Linked DNA regions of Drosophila melanogaster: region 1 is linked to region 2. Evidence: chromatin contacts called from public Hi-C data. All regions are on one chromosome and are shown on one strand. The core of a region is the stretch at or near the end of the contact, and the rest is flanking DNA. Distances in the headings are between cores, read along the strand shown.

Region 1 (4,053 bases), core at 310-2,809, 270 kb before region 2:
ATTTTAATCGATGTATAAGTGTTAAATAATCAGCTCCTAATTGGTAAGTACAAGTGTAATTATTATTAATTTTTATTTTTGTATTTTTTAAAGAGAATCTTATCTTATAAGATTGTAATATTGGTCGGTTTAATGTAAATTAATTTTAGCTTAGAAATGTTAGAATTTTAGGATTTTAAATTTTTAATATTTGTTTTTAGTATCAATAAGTAAAAATAGTCAGTATCGATTTAAATTTCCGTTGTCAGTGCAATGTTGCCGTTTCCTGTTTCGGTATTCAAAAGGAGAGTTGGTATATTTTGAATAGACGTATCGTTTCTGGATTCTTTTAGCGCCCAAGTGTGGGCCACACTGCAACTCGTGTTATTTAACGTTCGGCAAAAACAGCTGTTTATTTCTACTGAAATAAGTAAATTACACCATGTTAGGCCTGCGAGCGATGCTGCCAAAAGGGAAACACTTTGCTGTTGTCCTGGGAAATGTCAGCCGTCAGATTACCCTGCCCCACAACTGCAGATGCATTACTAGTGCCTCATGGACAAGACCACAGCAGTCACAACCACAGAACTTCCAGCAAAACAGGTGGCTTTCGGTGAAGTCGACGAAAACTGAATCCGACGATGCACTGCAGCGGATCTACTATGGAACTCTTGCGCCACGCATGAAAATGGTCAAGTTCTTTTCGCTGAGCACCAGCTTAGCCGGCTTGGCCGCCCAGCCCATTCTTCTCGAGCAGGGAATGAAAATCGGAGGAACTGGAATGGCCGTATTCCTCTGCACCGTCGGTGGATTCTTCACCTTTGTGACTCCTCTGCTGCTGCACTTTATTACCAAGAAATACGTGACGGAGCTGCACTACAATCCACTAACGGAGGAGTACACGGCCACCACAATATCCCTGCTTCTGCAAAAAATCAAGGTGGGTAGAGCAAATTTAAAAGAGCTTGCCTTCAATGTACATATTATTTACCTTTTAGACTACTTTCCGACCAAATGATGTGGTCGTTCCGGAGGTTCCCGGCATGTTCACCTCTTTTCTGGTCAACAAACGACCTCTGTTTGTGGATCCAGCGCTTTTCGATGATCCCGAGCACTATGTTAAGATAATGGGTTACGACAAACCGATCGATTTCAAACTGGATCTGACTCCGAATCCTGAAAAGTCGAAAACGAGCGAGGAGAAGCAATAAAAAAAACGCTCTTTATGATAACGTGTTTTTTTTAATTTCATAAATTCACAACGAAATGTAAAATGTCTTCTTAGAGCACAGATCATAATATGCTAATGAAAACTTTACCTAGCGTTCCATTGGAATGCCACCTGTTTATGTTTCTCAATGGGAATAATTATAATGCTGAGTCCCCTCGTCGAAGGTGAATGGTAAAGGTAAATTTACGTACAAATTATAATTTCTTTCAAAATGCAATAATTTTTGGAAGTTTAGAGCATGTGGTTGCCAGACTTTTTAGAAATTAGGATTCTATATTTGGTATTATTTTTGAATGGTGGATTTTTTTGAAAAGCTTAGACGCGGTCACACATTTATTTACATCGAACATATGATGGGCACGCCGGAATTAAAAATCATATTAGAATTCAGGTATATAAAGCCTTGTTCGAATTATTATTTCCAATAAATGAGACAATTTGTAATTTAATTTCGTAGTGCAGGGGCGGAGTTACTATTTGGTAACATAAAACGCCGTGAATTGAACTTGGACGGTAAACAAAAATGTATGTTCTAAAAGATGTTTTAAACTTGAGTGAAATCGGTTATGAATTATATATATTTTAAAGGGACTATTGCTAATCTGCTTAAGTGGATGCATGCGAATATTTTAACGGAGCGTCCGGAACTTTTTCTTCAAGGAGATACTGTGTAAGTTTGGCTTAAACTATAAGGGATACATAGTCTATACTTTCTATTGTATGTTTTCAGGCGACCTGGAATTTTAGTACTCATAAATGATACAGACTGGGAATTGCTGGTAAGTAAGAGTACAGAATATGGAATTCTAAAAACTATAATTAACTCAACTTCTAGGGTGAACTGGACTACGAGCTGCAGCCCAACGACAATGTGTTGTTTATATCAACTTTACACGGTGGTTAAAAAACGTTCTGGAATCTAAATTATAGGAGAAAAGTTTATTTTTATACTACAACCCATTAAATTGTATTCAAAAAACAAACAAAAACAGTTTTTGACTGAATCAGAATTACGTCCCTTTACCAGAGGCAAAGGCCCACACGATGGTTCGGGTAGTAAAGTTTTCATCATATCATCTAGAGATTGTAAGCTAGCAGGTTTTCGCTATTTATAAAAGCACAGCATTGAACAAGCACTTGGGAATTGTAGGGAAGTTAAAAATAGAACAATCCAGATGCGGTTTGGCGGGTAATTCGAAGTAAGGACAACACGTTAGTTTTACATTGAAGCAACATTTATTGAATTTAAATTTTCGCTTAAAATTATTTATCGAGTTATTATGAAGTATAGATATATTTTTTTAATGTTCGTTTACGATTATTTTAACTATAGGCACTTAGGTTACATATCAACTAACTGTACGTAATGAAGTTCGATTCAGATATGTTGGGCATCGGCCACGCCCCTTTTTCGGGTGCTGCTCATGGCTCCCATCGATTTCTGTGTGTGTGTGGTGCGGATCGTTCGATTGTGTGGACTAAGAACTAGATATGTATGAAACTTGCTTCGACATTGACACGCTGAATTCAATAATTTCGACTGATTTTTCCGATAAACAAGGCAAAACGAAAAGCAGCGACTATGACAAATTAACGAAAACTAAAAATGTAATAAATAATAAATAACAAAAATAATGAAATAAAATTAGCGATCGAACGTAATACGATGATACTACATGGGATCCGATGAAACCGTTCTGCTAAAGCTATTAATGGGGATTTATACTATATCTAGATGCGATGCTCCAGGAGCTCCTCTATTTGCCGCTTTCCGGACTGGCGGACTCCGCTGCGTGGGCGTAGGATCGATATCGCCGCAGGATTACCGTGGATGCACTCGTCGTTGAAGCTCCGGATGCTCCAGTCGTTGATGTGGACCAACTGCTTCGGCTGCTCTCCGCCGCCGATTGTTCCTGATCCGGGGTAACGCACATGTCCGAGACAATGCCGCTCTCTGAATGGGGGGATATTTACACATATTGGATATTATATTTCGGATTCGAACAGGTGGCGCCAAAGCGCCAACAACATATAACATGGATCTAAAAACATGCAGCACACGGACAGGCACGGATTACGGGTTAGGTTTTGGTGTTTGTGTTGGTGTTGGTGGGGGATTATATACAGTAATACTGGGGTGTTCTTCGAGATTATGTACAGGGATCAACTACTAGCTACGGGATGCATCTGGGGGCCTAGAAGAAGTAGCACAGTTCAAGCTCTATACCCATGGACAGTTGGCTGACAATGGTCGTCGATCGTTTGTGGTTTCGTTTGCTGCTCCTGAATGCGTTTCCGTTGCCATTTCCGTTTCCGGAAGTGTTGCCTCCGTCGGCGGCCGTATCCGCCCCCTTGATTCCACCTCCACTCGGGGATTTGGCCAACTTCAGGGCCTGAGTTTCGTTGATCAGCTCCAAAGTGGCACTGCAGTTGGTGGAACTTGCGCTGTGTGCTCCAGGCAGCTTGCCAAAGTGCAGGCTGTGCCTGCCACCGCCATCATTGTGACCCGAGGAGGAGCCACCGCTGATGGAGGAGCCACTGGTAGTGCTGGTGCCGCTGGACAAGGAGCTCTCTGATATCAGTGAATTGGGACGCCGCATGCTGCCCTTTCCAGGCTCAGAGTGTCGCAGTTTGGGAGCTACGCAAAGATCATCGAGGAAGAGATTGTAATGAAATTTTCACCATAAGTTATAAATGTTTTAGCTTAAGAGGGACTTACTCTTGTTTAGCTGTGCCAAGGGAATCGAGCGATCGCTGATCTGGTTGTTGCTGGGTCGAATATCTAGACAGGGCTTGCTGCCAATGCCCATTGAGGACATCTCCGCCAGGCGAACTTCTACAAA
Region 2 (4,113 bases), core at 519-3,018:
ACCTAATTTTTATGAGACTATTATAGTTTCCACGACAATTAAAAGGATGTTGGCTTCCTTGGGGTTTCTAGCTTCTTTCGGCTATCGCCGACAGCTCCGATACCGTGCACCCAGCTGCTGTTGTCGCAGGAAAAGGGCGATACCGAATCGGAATACGAATCCAGAAACTCCGAAGAGAAGGAGAAACCAGCCAAAGAAAGCGACGAAACGAAGTGGCGCAGCGCAATTAAAGGACGACCGACAATGAAAATAAAAAAAACCACCACGCAAAGGCAAAATGCATAGCAATGCAGAGGGAAAATAAAGAAAACAGAGAAAAGTGTAAACTGTAACCCAATAGCAGAACAACCACCGATAAAAGAAAACTACGCAGGATAATAATGCGTGTTCTTCTCACTCTTCCCCTTTCTTTCTTTTCTTCTTCTTCGTCGCTGCAGCGGCAGCTGTACCAGCTGTTTTCCGCACTAACACACGCACACTGCCCTCTCGATAAACCGCAACACGTGTGTATGCGTCTGCTGCTGGTGTTGCTGTCTCTGCCCACAATTATTAAATATTTAAAGCCATATACAAAACGTTTTTGGGTTTAACGTTATACTCTTTTACGTGACAAATGCCAGAGATTAGTTTAAAAAAAAGCAAACGAAATGGCAGCAGCCAAAGCGATCACACTGGTTGTCCCACTCTAGCCTGCACACGCACGCACACAAAGAAACGCACACGCACACCGTTGTGAGTTGGAATGTTGATTTCATGAAATTTTAAAAATGGTCGCATCGCATATCATTATCAGCTTTTCAGAGGAACAAAAAGTTAAACAGCTTTTCCAACAATCGCACTTACATTAATGCGTATTTTGATTTTTCCTTCCGACTGCTTTTTTGCTTTCTGCACCACTTCACACGCGCTTTATTTACTTTTTTATTGTGCCACTAGTCCGCTGGCACATACCCACTTACATTCACGTCCGTACTTCAGTTTGGGTGATTAATTTAGGTTTTCGGTTAGATATAAGTAATGTTATTGCTTGCTGGTTGTTTGAGCAGTATTCCAAAGGCCACTGAAATGCACTGTCAATAGTTGTTCGTCCTCGGCGACTCGCTAGATATAATTTACAAATTTTCGTCTCGCTTCTTAGCAAAAATGGACGACGATGCTTGCGTGACGGGACGTGAACAGAGTGACCGCATGGCGACCGCTAATATTGGTTGCCCTGCTAACGGATCTATACCAAAAAATACTTTATGGTTCTACCAAATATAGCAAAAACTTCAAATAACCGAAAAGTCTGGGGAGAACATTTTTCAATTGCATATTCTATGTACTTTCTTGAGTCCTATAACCTTAAGTCGTTTGTAGAAAGTTAGCATTATTGCATTTTTATTTTTATGGAATTCAACTCCAAGTAACAAAAAATTAATAAATAAAAAACACCCTCATGTTCTAAATTCCACCGTTCCTTGAAGCCGCTAACTCATCGACGCCAAATTAAAAATAATTTGTTCTATAATAAGAATCCTTTTCTTCTATCTTTTAAAAAACCTTAAAAAGCCTATCTTATGCTTTTTATAAATTATTATTTTATTATTACGATTATTAATCGAAGAACGTTTAAAAAATGAAAACCTTACATGGGAGCATAATAAAATTTAAGTTGTCTTAAAAATATTTAATTTTGAAATATCACTTAAGTTCAAAGTTTTTAGTATTTTAATCAAGCATCATATTTAGTATATTTGATAAGCCGGAAGGTTTTCTATAGCCGTCAATGCGCGGTCCCACCATTCAATTCAACGACAAAGTAGGAAATATTTTCCACTCCTGATATCAAATATTTTTGCACTTTTATAAGCGTCGCCAGGCAATTTTTTTATCCGCGTCTTTGCCGTTTTTACAGCCAATAAAACCAACGACCTTGCCCAGTGCGTGTGCCTTCGTCACCAGTGGAAAAACATTACGTAGGGGCGCAGGACGGAAGAAAGCAGGAAAAGAAAAGATCTATAAATATTTTTAATCGCCGTGAAAGTAGCCAGCAGATTTTAGTTGCAAAATATTATTTCATTTGCGGTGCGAGGACACAGTAATCTGCGAAAATGGTCTTGAAAGTCTACGTCAGCGGCATGTCCGGCAATAAGGAGGTGAGTTTGTGGGCGTGGCGGGCTTAAAACCGAAATAGTGTCATGTTATTGGAATGTTTGGCCCTGGTATTAGCGACAAACAGATAAAAAGGAAAAGAAGCAAACTAAAGTGGTGACGAACGCATTGCAAATTCTATTTCTTCTGCTGCGTTTCGTCTTTGTGTGTATGTACGTGAGTTGGACAATGATGATGATGTAGTGTGTGGTATGTAAGTCTGTATGTCTGTACAGTCAAAGAAAAACAAGTGGGTATTTTCGTGAGTGCCCTTGTGTGCGAGTGTTAGTGGTGGCAAGAAGCAGAACAAACATACATTTCATTGCCCATATAAGCTCATTCCACTGTGAACTGTAAATTGTTCATGGAAGAGAGGGATTTCCATTGATCGCAGTTGCGTGGGTGCGTGTGCATGTGTGTGTGTGTGTACATGCGTGAGGGGTGATTCACTTCCCCCTCTCACTCTTTCGGTGCCTTTGTTCAATTGGCAATCTTCCTCTTCCAATAAGAACAAAAACATAACGGTCATTGTACGGTTCACAATTATTTGTTTTTGTCCTGTCTTTGTACACTTTAAAAAAGCGTTGGGAAACACATATTCTTATCGTAAGATAAATGCTGGGGTGCAACAAACCATTTTAATTAGCCTTATCATATCGCGTGGTTCTGGCGTTCTTTTTACGTACATATGTTTATATCGGCGGGGAGTTGGCTTTGTGTGCGCTTGTGTGCGTTTGGGCTTGCCGGTAACACTTCATTAGCGATTTGTCATCGCTGTAATTAACAGCGTTGTCAAAGGTAGCTACACTGAACAAAACGATACATGTTAAAGGTATTTTATATACTTTAATTTTTAACTTTCTTTTCAAATTTAAATGCTTTCACTGACCGTCGAAATCCAATTTTACAGGTGAAGAAGCGCCAGCAGCGCGTTCTGATGATCCTGGACAGCAAGAACATCAAGTACGACACGGTGGACATCACGGAGCCCGGCAAGGAATCCGAGAAGGAGCTGATGCAAAACAAATCGACAAGCAACGGTGGAACGGTCAGCGATCCAGAGCCCCGTCATCCGCTTCCTCCGCAGCTGTTCAACGACGACGAGTACTGCGGTGATTACGACGCCTTTGACATGGCCAACGAGATCGATACCCTGGAGGTGTTCCTCAAGCTGGCTCCAGCCGACACCACGGCAGTTAGTACCGCCCAAATCGAACTGAAGCAGGAGAACGGCGATGCCAAGAAGGAGGAGGCGGAAACGGAGGCGGAGGATAAGAAAACGGAGGCCGGCGATGGCGATGTGGATGTCAAGGAGGAGGCTGCTGAGAAGGCCGAGGTTTGAACTTGAGCTATTTTCACGTATTTTCCGTTAACTGTTACGACGCAACAAACGCAGCCAGCAATCATCTGCAGCAGAGCAATAGAATTAACAACAACAGCAATGTCTTGAAACTAAAGCCCTTACACTTAACAGCAGAAATAACACCCAATGTTTACCTAACAGCACAGATACTACCAACTTTCTACATACATATATCAATATTTTATGGAGCCCGTCTTCGATTTCTATGCCCATAGGGATTTGGGGGAGTTGTATAGATAATTGCAGAATATGAAGTGCAATCTTCCTTTTAAATTATACAAAATTTACAAAACTAACTTTTAAAACTACGAGATTTATTTAGAGACTTTTTAGACCTTCATCGGTAGAGCATGAAATCGAAGATCTTTCAATTTTTAACGAATTCATTATGACTACTGCGGTTCTTAAGCTAAGTTCATGAGCGTATTTAAACGAGGGCATTCGATTGTGTTGGCCCCCGGTGAAAAGACAATTTTAATCAAAATATTTATATTCATTAACTGACATCCAAACAACTTGTATGTACCATTTATACACACCTGTAATAAGGACTCGGAATACTTACTCGGAGCACTTAAGCCTAAGTTGGAGTAGTGTAGAGAGCTGAAATTTATTGT

What was found. Hi-C and Micro-C count contacts between places; a contact is called where the count stands out from the background.
Region 1: a contact with region 2 is called in a Hi-C map of the S2 cell line, with 6 times the contacts expected there. A contact is called at or near these places in 4 of 107 Hi-C or Micro-C datasets (the Kc167 cell line, the OSC cell line, the PNm cell line and 1 more).

Annotation. Positions count from the first base shown.
Region 1 is chr3L:7,637,952-7,642,004 of dm6, reverse strand. It overlaps Urm1 (Ubiquitin-related modifier 1), which reads left to right and starts at 1,559. Exons shown (of 5, transcript NM_206296.3): 1 at 1,559-1,601; 2 at 1,668-1,735; 3 at 1,799-1,880; 4 at 1,941-1,989; 5 at 2,046-2,194. The coding sequence starts at 1,564. The coding sequence ends at 2,114. Pura (Puratrophin-1-like) reads right to left here. Exons shown (of 17, transcript NM_206294.3): 15 at 3,930-4,046; 16 at 3,438-3,848; 17 at 2,432-3,164. The coding sequence ends at 2,968. CG7506 reads left to right here and starts at 357. Exons shown (of 2, transcript NM_139887.5): 1 at 357-919; 2 at 978-1,207. The coding sequence starts at 422. The coding sequence ends at 1,190. snoRNA:Me18S-A1806 (a small nucleolar RNA gene) reads right to left here and starts at 2,288; the gene lies at 2,211-2,288.
Region 2 is chr3L:7,366,915-7,371,027 of dm6, reverse strand. Sh3beta (Sh3beta,) reads left to right here and starts at 1,768. Exons shown (of 6, transcript NM_001202128.2): 1 at 1,768-2,138; 2 at 3,044-3,469. The coding sequence starts at 2,094. akirin (akirin,) reads right to left here and starts at 1,185. Exons shown (of 4, transcript NM_168211.3): 1 at 960-1,185.